3 separate regions of the Drosophila melanogaster genome follow, and regions 1 and 2 are each linked to region 3. Evidence: chromatin contacts called from public Hi-C and targeted proximity ligation data. All regions are on one chromosome and are shown on one strand. The core of a region is the stretch at or near the end of the contact, and the rest is flanking DNA. Distances in the headings are between cores, read along the strand shown.

The links. A called contact is a pair of places that touch in the nucleus more often than the background predicts.
Region 1: a targeted proximity ligation map of the Kc167 cell line shows a contact between it and region 3, with 6 times the contacts expected there. A contact is called at or near these places in 18 of 107 Hi-C or Micro-C datasets (the D17-c3 cell line, the Kc167 cell line, the S2 cell line and 8 more) and 1 of 7 datasets of targeted methods (the Kc167 cell line).
Region 2: a Hi-C map of the Kc167 cell line shows a contact between it and region 3, with 2.7 times the contacts expected there. A contact is called at or near these places in 20 of 107 Hi-C or Micro-C datasets (the D17-c3 cell line, the Kc167 cell line, the PNm cell line and 7 more) and 1 of 7 datasets of targeted methods (the Kc167 cell line).

Annotation. Positions count from the first base shown.
Region 1 is chr3L:4,241,066-4,245,341 of dm6, reverse strand. pav (pavarotti) reads right to left here and starts at 2,608. Exons shown (of 6, transcript NM_057677.4): 1 at 2,454-2,608; 2 at 1,636-2,394; 3 at 1,028-1,577; 4 at 646-967; 5 at 40-590. The coding sequence starts at 2,464. Sqor (Sulfide quinone oxidoreductase) reads right to left here. Exons shown (of 8, transcript NM_168071.1): 4 at 4,166-4,276; 5 at 3,907-4,107; 6 at 3,639-3,848; 7 at 3,252-3,438; 8 at 2,739-3,198. The coding sequence ends at 2,882.
Region 2 is chr3L:1,961,034-1,965,662 of dm6, reverse strand. It overlaps SCOT (Succinyl-CoA:3-ketoacid CoA transferase), which reads right to left and starts at 2,520. Exons shown (of 4, transcript NM_167928.2): 1 at 2,172-2,520; 2 at 390-588; 3 at 1-333. The coding sequence starts at 2,189. mv (mauve) reads left to right here and starts at 1,485. Exons shown (of 18, transcript NM_139424.2): 1 at 1,485-1,788; 2 at 2,601-2,860; 3 at 2,943-3,019; 4 at 3,088-3,250; 5 at 3,317-3,427; 6 at 3,508-4,629. The coding sequence starts at 2,750. It also overlaps asRNA:CR45827 and asRNA:CR45828.
Region 3 is chr3L:3,146,680-3,151,291 of dm6, reverse strand. BtbVII (BTB-protein-VII) reads right to left here and starts at 2,646. Exons shown (of 7, transcript NM_139517.3): 1 at 2,605-2,646; 2 at 1,139-1,664; 3 at 450-1,077; 4 at 120-364; 5 at 1-28. The coding sequence starts at 1,309. Usp5 (Ubiquitin specific protease 5) reads left to right here and starts at 2,934. Exons shown (of 3, transcript NM_139516.1): 1 at 2,934-3,043; 2 at 3,158-3,760; 3 at 3,822-4,612. The coding sequence starts at 3,247.

The DNA of each region.
Region 1 (4,276 bases), core at 1,359-3,858, 1.1 Mb before region 3:
ATAGATATTGCAATATTCTAGGATTAATCATACACTTACATGACGTGGCGTTGCATATATATCTGTTCGTGTAGCTGGCACCGAGGACTCCTCCGTGCGCGCCGTATATGCACCGCGATCTTTCTCATTAAGTATGTTTTCCGAGCTCTGTGACCGCGGCAAACTGGGCAGATCTTCGGACTGCAGAATGTTGGAGACCAATCGCAACTTCTCGTCCTTGATGCGCATGCGTTCCTGCAATTTCACTCGCTGTTCACGCAGCTTTAGTTCAAACTCTCGCTTATTTTTGTCCGACTCAACGGCCAGCTTGGAGCTGAACTTCTTCTTTTGCTTTTCCTTCTCGTGCTCCTTTTGGGTGAGCATATTCTCCTTCTCGTTCAGCTTGAAAGTCAGCTCTTCAATCTGCCGTTCTTGCTTGCTTAGCGTATTGTTAAGCACGTCAATGGAGCTCTCGTGGATGCGAACCTTCTTCTCGAGTGCCGCACTGCGATCGCGCTCCTGCTTGTAAACAGCCTTTAAGGAGGCGAGCTCCGTGCGCAGCTGAAGATTGTCGCGGTCAAGGTTCATCAGCATCTGCCGGAAGCTGTCACCTGAAAGTTGTGGAATTAGTATTTCAATGTTAAGATTAAGAAAGTGACGTCTTACATTTAATGTCCAAGTTGGCACGCAGCTTCTTTCGCTTTTCTATGCGCTGCTCCAGATAATGCATTAGCTCGCGGATTTTGATCTGTGCCTCGGGACTGTCCATTTCGTAGGCGGGAAAATCGGGTCCCAAACTGTACACCAAACCCACGTCCACCTCCAAATCCTTGGCCTCAGGAATGCCCAGCTCGTTTAGATTATTAACGGCAATCTTGAACAGCTTGTTGGCCTTGCGACGGCCGGGAGTCAGACCCAAATCTTGCTTCATAGGAGTCGCCCGAGCAATTTGCACCTCCTGGGTCATCTCGGCGAACTTCATCACTTGCTAAACGGGATAAATAAATTTTAGGGACCAGAGTACATTGTTGTCAGAAAAATAGTTTACCATATTCTCATCATAGTCCTCAATTCTTGGGTTGATGCACACAATCATGGACACCTGGCCTTCGCCATCGAAGTAGTTTTTAAACATGTGTGTGATCTTGGAGTCTCGATAGGGGACCTTCTTGGGTGCCAATCCATTGCTAGCCGCGAGTTGGTTCTCGCGCAGATATTCCAGGCAAGTGCGCAGCGTCATCAGCGAATTATTGATGTTGCCCGCCTCACGGAGTCGCACACCGGTGTTCTTGGTCCTTGAGGATCGCTCACTGCCCGCCAGATCCACCAGGGACAGTTGACTCACTGTGATGTTTTGCCGGTCCTGAACCACATTCTCACCCTGGCTATCAGTGGGCGCCTGCACCAAGCGTATATTGAACACCGAGTGACTCCTACTGGATTCTGCATTGAGAACAGTGTGTCCCATTCGTTTGCGCTTCTGGCCCATTTGAAAGACCTCGAGGGCGTCCTCCACGGTCTTGACCTCCACCTCTGTGACGCCGTGGACGAACATGTGTCGATTGGCATCTTCACGAATGATTTTGCTCTGCAAAGTCCTGTCGGGTCAAGAATACAGTTAGATTTCTTTAAATGTAATGCTTAATAAATACTTACTTCTGTATACCCGAGTCCTCAAGGAGGTCGTAGACGCTGTTATTGTAAATTTCAATATAGGTGACAAACACCGAGTACATGTTGTCCTCATCCAAACCCAGCAGCGGAATTGGCTCCACGGAGGCCTGGGATGCAATTTCCGGATCCGAGTCCTTGTGCCTGAAGGCAAATCGTCCTGAGCCAGCAAAACGCTGGTTCATCTCGTGTTGGCGCTCCAAAAGCGCATCCTCTTCGGACAGGATCTCGAAGCCATTAAGCTTGTCCGGCTTGAAGACGAACTTCTTGGCCTGGTAATCTGAAATGGTGCGAAAGAGCACGTCCAGGCAGCGCGGCATGATGCCGCGGTGTCGCAGGTTGCCGGTCATGGTGTACGTTTTTCCACTTCCAGTCACGCCGTAGGTGAAAAGCAGACTGTTTCGGCCTTTCAGTAGGTTCTCCACCAACGGCTGGGCCACAGCTGCGTACACATCCTGCTGCGTGGCATCCGGCTGGAAAACGTGCTTGAATATGTACTGAACCTCGCGCTGGGCGCCGTTGTGTGGCTTGTGATGCTGCAGCAGCTGATCCTGCGGATTCAGTGCGATCGTCGTGGAGTTCTTGACCCTTAGGGAGGTGAGATCTGCGTCGGATTGTAGTGGCCGCACTCGACAGAACACATTCACTGGATCCCTGGCCTTGTCGGAGGTGTCTCGTCGCTGTTTCTCCACCGTTTGATGCACCCGCGGAGTTTTCGGGACGACACGCATCGGCGTCCTGGGTCTGCAAATGGGTATTCTCATTGATGGAGTTGTTCTTTCGGGAACTGTCATATCACTTACACTGCCTTCATGTTGTCAGCTCGTTTTTGCAACTAATTTGATATACGGGAGTTGGGTTTCTTCTTGTTTTGTTGCTGGAATCGATCTCTCTTTTAGTTCGTTACCTTCAAATTTACAGCGCCAAGCGACGCCACGCTTGGTTTTAGAGTGACCGAACTTTAGAAAGCGGTTAATGCTGCAAATACCATCCCCTGCTCCAATATATACTTGATACATACTGAAACCGAGGCTATGTACAGTGCGTGCCATTTGAATAGGTTAAAATATTTAGATATACTAGATTTTAAACTAATTTAATACTTTTATTTATGATCTCACATACCAAATTAAAAGTACAATGTTTATAAATTAGTATGATATTAAGGTATGGAATGGTTATGATGATGCCAAATATTCTTTTAAAATTAATTAAAGATCATTTGAGGTCCCTATTGCTTTTTATTAAACTTTAGCACTGAGAAAATTTTCCGCATTAGTGCCGGTCCGTTCCAGTAGCCGTTCATCATCAGCTTCCAGTAGAGCACCGGCATCAGCTCCTTCTTCATAAAGAACATGGAGTACCTCTCCTTGGACTGGTCCAATGGAAAGGTCTCCACGGGGGTGAGGTTGTAATCAAACTCAGCCAGGATGCAGGAGCTGTAGCCGGTGACGATGGGGCAGGACGAGTATCCATCGTAGATATCCGTTGGGGCTTTGCCCTCGATCGCCGCCATTACGTTTTTGAACACAACCGGTGATTGGGCGGCTGGAGGTGAAAAATCAATTGAATATTCTGATCAGGATTCCCAACCCATTTACCTGCCGCCGCGGCCGTCTTCGAGTTGGGACTGGACGCCGAATCGCCGATGGCGAACACGTTGCTGTACTTGTTGTGCTGCAGCGTCAACTGGTCGACGTCCACAAAGCCAGTGGGGGTTACCAGTTTCTTGCAGTTGGCCACCACATCCGGAGTGCTCATCGGCGGAGTCACATGAAGCATGGAGTACTGAGAAAGATATAATACTTATATAAGTTTAATTTCATGGCCTTCAATTCTCCTATTTCTGCAATACTATACGACTTTAAAATTGATCTTAGTTAACCTACTCTTCATATTTCTCGCTTTAAGTAGAAAGATATAGTTCTAGGATCTAGATCTAGATCTATATAGTATCTAGAATACCCAATTAATTGACCAGCACTTACCGTTTCCTCATAGTGAACTCCTGGTTTGGCGAGATCCTCGAACACGGCTATATTATCTTTATGTCTCACTTCAACGAGATTTCTTTGAACATTAAGCGTGATATTTCTCCTCTTGATCAGTTTCATCAGGGCCTCTGCGTAATGCTTAACACCAAAAATCACGGGAAGCGATGTATTGTAGATGATATTGACGTTGTCGCGACGACCCATCTGAAAAGGGTTTCAAATTGAAGTTGTTTGCCAGATATTCTATCTAAATGATGCACACCTTCCTAAAGTAGTGCTCAGATATATAGGCGATTTTCTGCGGTGCACCTGCACACTTAATGGGACAATTGGGAAACGTGAATATAGCATTTCCTTTGTTGGTCCTGCGCAGACATTCGTACACATGATCCACGTACTTGGGCGAGTAGATGGAGCAAACATTACTGTCGGGGGTCTCCAGGGCCTCCACCAGGCCAGGTATCTATGGATATGTGGATATGGATATTAGCAACTATTAAACGTACTGATACCCTACGTACCTTTCCATAATTGAGCTGCAGTCCGGTGGCGATGATCAGGAAGTCGTACTTGATGGTCTTGCCACCAGAAGTGCTAACCGTATTATTATCCGGATCGAACTCCAGCGCCTT
Region 2 (4,629 bases), core at 1,271-3,770, 1.2 Mb after region 3:
AGATGGACTCCTCCATCACGTAGTTCTTTCCGTTGAACTCCTTCACGGGCTTCTTTTCGCTGGATATTTCCACTTTGCCATCCTTGGAGTACTTAATGGGTGCTCCGCCTTCCTGGACAAGAGTGGCGTAGCCAGTGGGCGTGTAGAAGGCCGGAATGCCGGCTCCTCCAGCGCGGATCTTTTCCGCTAGGGTGCCTTGGGGAGTCAGTTCCACGGCCAGTTCTCCTTCCAGATATTGACGCACCAACTCCGTGTTTTCGCCGACATAGGAGCCAATTACCTTGGACACCTGCTTCTGCTTGATCAGGACACCCAGACCAGTGTCGTCCACACCTGGAAAGGAATTCGGTTTAATAAGAGCATTCATTATATATTCTTTTCATGCATACCTCCATTGTTGGAAACGCCAGTGATGTTCTTGACTCCTTTCTGCTTGAGCGCGTTGATCATCTTCTCCGGAATGCCGCAGATTCCGAATCCGCCGAACAGGATCTGGGCACCATCCTGCACATCGGCCACAGCATCTATGGCCGACTCGTAGATCTTGCCGTTCCGCTGTTTTCCCGACGTGGAGTAGCACGCAATAGCCTGCAAATAATCGGACTATTAGCATAAAAAGCGGTTTGTCCATGATACGCAGGTGTTCCCTGGTATAAGTGAGCGTTCGTGTGGATTGTTTGTGCAAAGTCGTTACGTAAGTTTGCCTATTTTTAATTCGCTTGGATTGCTCCAGGGGGGGTAATGGTATCAGTGGGGTGATTTTAGAGTGAATGGCTCGTGCGGATTCGTCAAATTAGTGCCTCTTATCTCAATTGGCAGCAAAACACTAAATCAAAACAACAAATATTTATAAATATATTTCTGGAACTTTTTGAATTAACACCTGTTGATATGTTTTTGCTGGAGAACTGGTTTATCGCTGTATAATCACATGATTAATAAAGGACTTAATCTTTGAAGAGATAACCGAGAGAAATGCAAACTATCTACATATATCTGGAAGATATTCTCCAGAAATATCGTGGTTATATTTTTATGAGAGGCGGATTTTACCTTGATGGAGGCGGTATATCGTGCACCCAAACTCCTGTTTCCCACCAGTCGGCAGAGCATTTTAACTTAAGTGTATTTAAAGTAATAAAAACGTATTTAAACTAAAGCAAACTGCTCGGCGGATCAACACAAGCCAGAATGAAACGAAAACAGCTGAGGAGCGCAACAGGTACCAAGTCAGCTGGTTCCATCGAACCAGTTCGATAACTTCCATGAAACAGCTGTTTGTAAAAGATGCAACAATTGCATTTAATTAAATAAAATAACGGAATAATACTTTTATGTAAATTTAATTTTCAATTAAAATCTAGTTTTATACATTTTAAAGTTTATTTGTATATAACATTTATTTTTAAGTAATTTGAAATCGATTTATAGTAGGACCGAGCAGCGAACGCGTTTTGCCATCAGCTGTGCTGACTAACAACAACATAACAACAACAAAGGCAAAGCCAGACGCTCAGAAGGCCAAACACAGAACGAAGCGCAGTCAACAAAAACAAAGTCGTTGGATTTGCAGCCGTAAAAACAAACGCCATTTCTTAAACAATTCCGGACAAAAACCACCTGCTGACGTCACAGCCAGTTGACTACCTTACATACACCTTAGTTTGGTTGGCTGGCGTGGATCTGCACGAAGTAGTCCTTGTCCAGGATTCCCAGCAGCAGATGAGTTCAGCAAACCAGCCTTCAGAATGTGGTGCTAAGGTAGCAAAACATTTGCAGCTGTCTGCGGTGAGCCATGACCAATAAATGATGTATTTTACACACTCTAGTCTAGCAGCAAATCAAATACTATATAAACTCGAGTGATGAATAATTTCGGTGCTGCGCAGTTGATAAATATGTGTAAGTGGTTGTGGTTCAAATGCTGAATGTGCTGCATATATATGTATATGTGAAATTCTCGACGTGATAAGGTGGAAATGAAGATGGTCTCCTCCTCCTGATTTCCATAGTTTCGAGCTTATCTCGCTGCCACTGGCCGTTACAGACACGCTCCATTGCCAGCTGTTTACCCGAATGGAGCATCACTGCAACCACCGCACCACTGAAGCCCCTGAGCCACCGATCCCAGCCCCGATAACTATCACTGTCTTACCGGCTTGGCAACCCACCGCAAGCCAGCCATCCATCCAGATGCAATGCCACCGATCCGATCCGATGCGCTATAAATAGCAATCTCAATAGTTTTCCGCAACAACAACCAAAGTTTCCACTCCACTCTGCAGCGAATTATCAACATCACCGGCCGACTGCTGCCTCTGGGCAAATAAGCAATCATCGTGGCCTCTTCTGCCCACTCCACGTCCTCTTCGTGCTGATCTCTTCACGTAATCGCACGCACAAAAGAGTTACAGTGGCACCTCCACAGAGCGAACTTTTCAGGCATCTTTAATCATTTACCCCAGTAAATTTTCTGATTGTCCACATTTTCTGATTTGTTATTTAAAAATTTGAATCTACATAGTAACGTAAAACTCGTTGGTGACTACTTCTCATGCTTTAGAGGTCCGACTGTATTTACTGACTCTCCTTAATTACAGCTGGCGTTCTCCTGCGATCGCCGCATTCAGTTTGGTCTCATCGCTCCAAGCGCACACAACGTCGACCGATGCCCGAGGAGCTGCTGACCAGCTGGAGCAGACTCTTTGACGTGCCTGTTGGAAGGCAACAACACTATCTGTGATTCTCCATGGCCGGAATGGAGGTGAAGGAGAAGGAGGAGCAGCTGCTGCTGGATACCCTGATCGGACTGTGGAGTCAGTATCTCCAGGCCTCGGAGCTCGAAGACGCGAGTGTCAAGGTTTGTGTGACTCTCCTTCGTCCATTCCGTTGATATTCCCAGCTCTTATCGCTGCTGGCCTTTCTCCCTCTCATGCTCGCAGGACCACTGGCTCTGGTTGCTGCTGTATAACTTGCAGTTTCTGGACGATAAGAACTTGCAAGATGCCTGGCTAAATAGGTAATATTATCGCTCTACTTAACATGTATAGTTAGTTATACATTATATTATATTTGTTCATATTTCAGCCACTTCAATCTGATGCCCGAGGAGCTCTGTTCCTATTTGCTGGAGCAGGTCTATCAAATCATCAGCGAGGCGAAGAGATCTCAGGAAAGCAGTCCGACGCATGAACCGGAGCAGCAGGACAAGTGCATCAAGCAGCTGCGCAAGCAGCATAATCTGGCCCAGGTTTCTATCGAAGCATATTCCCCTATTTCTGATCCAGTTCACCATTTCTCATGTCTCTTCTTGCAGCTAATACTCAGCACTCCCAGTGATTGCAACAAGATTCTCGCTCTGCGGACATTCCTCACCGATAAACTGGGCCATCATCTATTGACGTTTCTGCTGCGCGTGGATATCAAGGCACGTGCTTTTCTTGAATCCCAGAAATTGTTACATATTAAATATTTAAATTAAATCAATTCTTAAACCTCTGCCTGCAGCTCATTGCATCCCAGAAGAGTCTGTGCCACCTGTGCATTAACCTGTTCCCCAACTGCAAGTGGAGTGCATCCAACGAGCAGCTGATTCCCATGACCAGCATTGCTCAGTTCATCGGAAGTTTCTACCTCAATTCGCAAAGCAAAAAGCTGAGACGCCAACAGCAACCAAAAAGTCAATTACCCAATCACATATCCAATCCAATCAAATCGAGTTTCGAAGACTTTAGAGGGACGACAAGGAGCAGTGATGAACTGGCCTTGCTGCTCATCCAATTGCTCACCAGGTGCGTGGATGCGGAGCAGGAATCCCAGCTGAGCGTTACGGTCCATAACTTTGCTCTGGGACACTTGTGTTCAAGTTCGGAGCAGGATGCATCGGGGAATAACGATGAACTCATTAAATTTGAACTGCTCCAATTGATAGCACACTGTGTAAACAACTTTTACGTGCTGGAGCAACAGCAGCCGAATGTCCATGACTTCAACAGCAACTTTGGGCAGCTCCTCTACGCACTGACCGCCAATCGGAGGAGTCCCCTTCTGGCTCATGGAGTATTATACATAATGTTTGGCACCCTTCACAACCTGGTGGATAATGGCGTGCGGGAGTTGAACCAGATCGATGTGAGGAACTTTGATGCCTGCTTCGAGGTCTTGCAAGAGGCGGCCAAATCGACTAACTTCTCGACCGCCATATTCCTGCATATCTACAAAATGCTGCTACGCCTGACGGACAACCTTTCCAGCCAGGAACAGCACCTGCAGAGTCTTATGGAGAGCAGTGCATCCACCGCGATGCCCAAGCAACAGCAACATCCGCGCCACAAAAGACAAAGGAGCAGTCAGTTGCATTGTCTGGGAGCCACTTCCCTGAGCTGCTACTTCCAGGGAAAACTGTATCACTTGCTGCCCAGTCTGGAGGCAGAGCTGCAGGAGCATAGCGTGAGGAGTCTGCTCCGAACCGGAAGCTGTTGCTGCCACTACAACGTCAGGAACTACGCCACTTGCCTGCAACTAGCCACCCAACTTTCCAGCAGCTATCAGAAGTGTGCATACAAATTCCTCCACTACAATGTGCTGCACACCATCTTTGTGAAGCGGAATCCCCAGGGATGCCCGGGA
Region 3 (4,612 bases), core at 1,397-3,896:
TCACGCCGCCAATGTCGACTTCGGGCTTCTGCACGTGGGCACCGAGAAGAAAAAGAAAACAATTAGTGACTTTGCTCATGCGGACGAGGGTACAAGGTTAACGTGACCAATTTCATTACAATTTGCATGTGTAAGTGTCCGTGTCCATCGTCAAGATCCGAGTCCTGCGGCTGCTGCTCTAGCTCAGCGCTGGCCGACTCCTTGAGCAGCTTAGCCGCGTGCAGTGAGTGGCCGGCCAAGCCGCCGCCCGCACCAAATGTCATCTGGTTCATCTGGGCGAGACTGAGACCGGCGTTGCCGGCACCACTGCCCGCGTCCAGTGAGCTGTTGTGCTGCTCCTCCGCGTTGTTGCGATCGCCAGAACCTGCGTTATTACGAAAACCGGTTATTTTTTGAGACCTTACAATTTTGGATCTATCACGACGATGCTTTACCCAACTCCAACTCACCGTTATTCGAGGATTTGCGCAAGCGCTTGCGCCTGGTGGCCGGCGAGGTTCCAGCGCTCAAAGGCGACGGCGTACGTCGCATCTGGTGGTGATGCGTCTGCGCCGCCTGCGCCTGTCCGCTCTGCTGCTGCTGATGGTGGTGGTGATGGTGCTGCTGCTGTTGTTGCTGCTGCTGCGCCTGTTGTTGTTGCTGCTGCAACTGCTGCTGCTGCTGGTGGTGATGGTGCTGCTGCTGTGCCTGTTGCTGGGCCTGCTGTTGCTGCTGCTGCTGGAACTGTTGGGCCTCGCTGCTGCTCCACAGGGAGTCGCCGACGCTGCTTCCACTGCCGGCTCCCAGGCTGCCAGCCGAGTTGCCCGCTCCAGTGCCCACTCCCGCACCGCCCACCATCTCGGTGCCGTCGGTGGAGGACTTGCTATCCGACTTGGTAAGATTGGCCGGATCCGTTGGCATCTCCGCTAGGCCTTTGATCTTGAGCATCTCGGCGGTCTTGAGGATGTGCGGCAGCTGCTCCTGCGACACATTTACCTCGCCGTAGTACATAAAGTCCACCATGGTCTTTAGGTCATCGTACTGCACGTCCTTCAGGATGACAATGGGATGTTGGCACGGATTTGTGGTGAACAAAGCCTGTCGAACACATTTGAGTGTAATTCGTAAGGGATATACGCTGCGGCGATCTCCAACTTACCTGAAAGTACGAGCTGCAGGCGGATAGCACTATTTTGTGGGCCTGTAGTTGGCGACCCTCGGCTGCCAGGGTGACGTCCACCAGGGTGCCATTGTGCAGCAGCGAGGAGCACACGGAGATGAAGTTCGGCTGGTGGTTGTTCCACCGCAGGCAGAACTGCTGCACGGACATGATGTCGAGGGGTCCGGATCCGCGTCCGGGATGCGGATTTGGAGCTCCCTAAACCTCAATCTCCGGAGCAACCTCCTCCTCCTGCTCCCGCTCCTCCGCCTCCTGCTTCTTTCCTTCTTCGTAGCCAATTAATTCGCACTGATAACACTTTTTATCGCCTCCCGCTCGCCTCTATTGATTTTTATTAATTTTCCTTGCTTTCCGGTGTTTTGTTCGCTTTACTTTTTCGCTCCGACTTTTAATCAATTTAAATTTATGAACAATCGCAGTCTGTACATGTGTGTGTGCGTGTGGGGGGTCGGGATCACGGTTTTTTGGGGGGCGACGACTTCTATGCCGCACGCATCGCGAGTCACTGCAAAAAGGGGTAATAAAAATGGGGTTTAAATAAATCAAACATTATCGATGGTTACACAAATTGCTCAACAACAAATTCCACTCTCTCGCTTTCTTCCTCTCTCTCTCTCATCTGCTTTTCACAGCTGCGCGCTCTTCTCGCTTACAATAAAAAATCAAACAGAAACAACAACATCGGCGGGACTGCGTGTGTATGTAATTATACAGTCGCGAAAATGAAACACAACACACACACACACTGGAACACAACAGCCATACTTGTTGTTGTTGCTGCTCACTGGCCAAAGTTTTATTTTTGATAAAACCGAGAACGTAACGAAATCGTATAGCTTTTTGTATAGCCGCAGTGCTGTAGACCTTGAATTTTCTTTAATTCTTATGACGTAATTATATACGCGCCCCGCGCTCCTCCATCTCTTTCGCACTTAATCGCCTTCCCCATTCCCGTCTTCCTCACTCTCTCACCCACACAGACGACCGCCGACGACGTACTAATCGCTGCTTCTTCGTTTATTCATCGTATCGATATTTTCAGTTTTCAGTGTTTCAGTCGTATTTATTTATGTGCATGTCGCGCGTTATTTTCGTATGTCTTTTAGAGGCACAAAGATGATGCTCGAACTAGCCAAGCCGCCACATGTTATTCACTCGCTTTTCCCCCCACAGAATTCCTTTTCCTCTTGCTTTTTATCGCTTTTACAAACTTTGACTTTTTGTGGTAGGTTTTTGCTGTTGTATTTCTTCTTTTTCTTTTGCTTTCCAAAAACAAAATGGCGCGCAACAAATTTATGCGAGGGGCAAAACAACGCCGAAAACTGTTAGAGCGAGCTGAATTTCAATGCCTTTGACTGGCTCACTCTTTGCGCCAACTTTTTTACCACTTTTTACATTATTTTAATGCGGATTTCCTGGCGAAAAACGCATATGAAAATTCTTACGTTTTACTTCTTTATGCGAAAGATTTTTGTGACTATATGGCAACTTTGTATACAACGAGTTGACAGGTCGCTTAATAGTGTGACCAGTCCTAGATCAAAACTAGTATCCCAATTGTTAAAGATTGTCCCAAATTTTAAAATAATTTGTTTATTGTATTTAAATGGTTAACATTTGAATTGTTGTTTTAAAATGTTGACTTCGGTTATACATCTGATGAATCACAATCGGCGTTGCCACACTTTCCCCGCATTGTTCGTACTTAACGGAACCAGTTCGGTTCCCTTGGTGACTCGCGAATTTGTTGTTGGCTTTGGCTAGAGATGACAGTATTGAATAAACAACGATAGCCTGCAGCAGTCAAATTAAACTAATTGTGCTTATTGGGCGGCCAAATACGTAAATATCACTCAAAAGCCGTTATAAGGTACAAAAATAAGGGTAAGAATTGTTAAAAGCTGATTTCAACCAGTAAAACACCATTTCAACCCATCGATATTCGCATATCCATGCTCGCCGGTATCGATGCATTTTCCCATGTTCATCTCTAAGCAGCAGCTGCAAAAAAAATCAACTATACTATTTTACATTCGGTCCGTAAAGTTTATGAGAAAAGAGCTGCCTACAGGATTCCAGATACCGTTATGGAGGAACTACGCAAGCATTTATCCAAGGTGAACGTGCCATGCGCATCCGGGGCGGGCAGTCCTCCCATCTACAAGGACGAGTGCGTCTACTCCTATGACAATCCCGAGACGCCCACCGGTTTGTACGTGTGCCTGCACAGCTTTTTGGGCTTCGGCGAGGCGTATGTGCGGGAGTATGCCGACAAGACCGGCAACCGGGTCTTCCTCCACATCCAGCGGGTGAAGACGATCAAGGAGGGCGCCGACATGGAGGCCGAATGCGCGGAGTCGGAGGCAGGACCGGAACGGAAGATCACCCGCCTGGCCATTGGCGTCGAGGGCGGCTACAACGAGTCGGACATGGCCAAGAAGTACGAGATCAAGGACACGTACAGCATCGTGGTGGCTCCGCACCTGGATAAGAAGCTGCCCTATCCGGATCCAGAGCTGCCCATGCGTGTCACCCAGTCGGTGGAAGCGATCCTGGCCGCCGACTCGGCAATTGCCAAGTTGGAGAAGGCCACGCTGATGGGTGAGTTGCAGGATTGTTATCCCATGCTGACGAAGGTAGCCTAAAATCAATAATTTTTCAGGCACCTGGGATGGTGAAGTGCGTCAGGCGTCGAAGTACGCAGATAACCTGCAGCAGCTGGATAATGGCAAGAGGATTCCCCCATCCGGCTGGCAGTGCGAGAAGTGCGACTTGACCAACAACCTCTGGCTTAATCTGACCGATGGTTCGATCATGTGCGGACGCAAGTTCTTTGACGGCAGTGGCGGCAACGATCACGCCGTGGAGCACTACAGAGTAACGGGTTTCCCGCTGGCGGTGAAACTGGGCACCATCACCGCTGATGGCAAGTCGGATGTGTTCTCCTACCCGGAGGATGAAATGGTACTCGATCCACACTTAGAGCGCCATCTCTCCCACTTTGGCATCAACATGGCGGCGATGAAGAAGAGCGAGAAGTCGATGGTGGAGCTAGAGTTGGACATTAACCAGCGCATCGGCGAGTGGACGGCGCTTACGGAGAGCGAAAGTGAGCTGCAGCCTGTTGCTGGTCCTGGATACACTGGCATGCGCAATCTGGGCAACTCCTGCTACATAAACAGCGTGATGCAAGTGCTCTTCGTCATCCCAGACTTCCAGCAGCGGTTCGTGGGCACTGGAGCGGAACGCTATTTCAAAGAGTTTCCCAGCGACCCGGCCAACGACTTCAATATTCAAATGGCCAAGCTGGGAACTGGTCTGCAGTCGGGAAAGTACAGCAGTATTGCCGAGAACACTTTGGACACCGATCACAGCACCGGAATATCGCCGGCCATGTTTAAGAACATTGTGGGCAAGAATCACCCAGATTTCAGCACCAAACAGCAGCAAGAT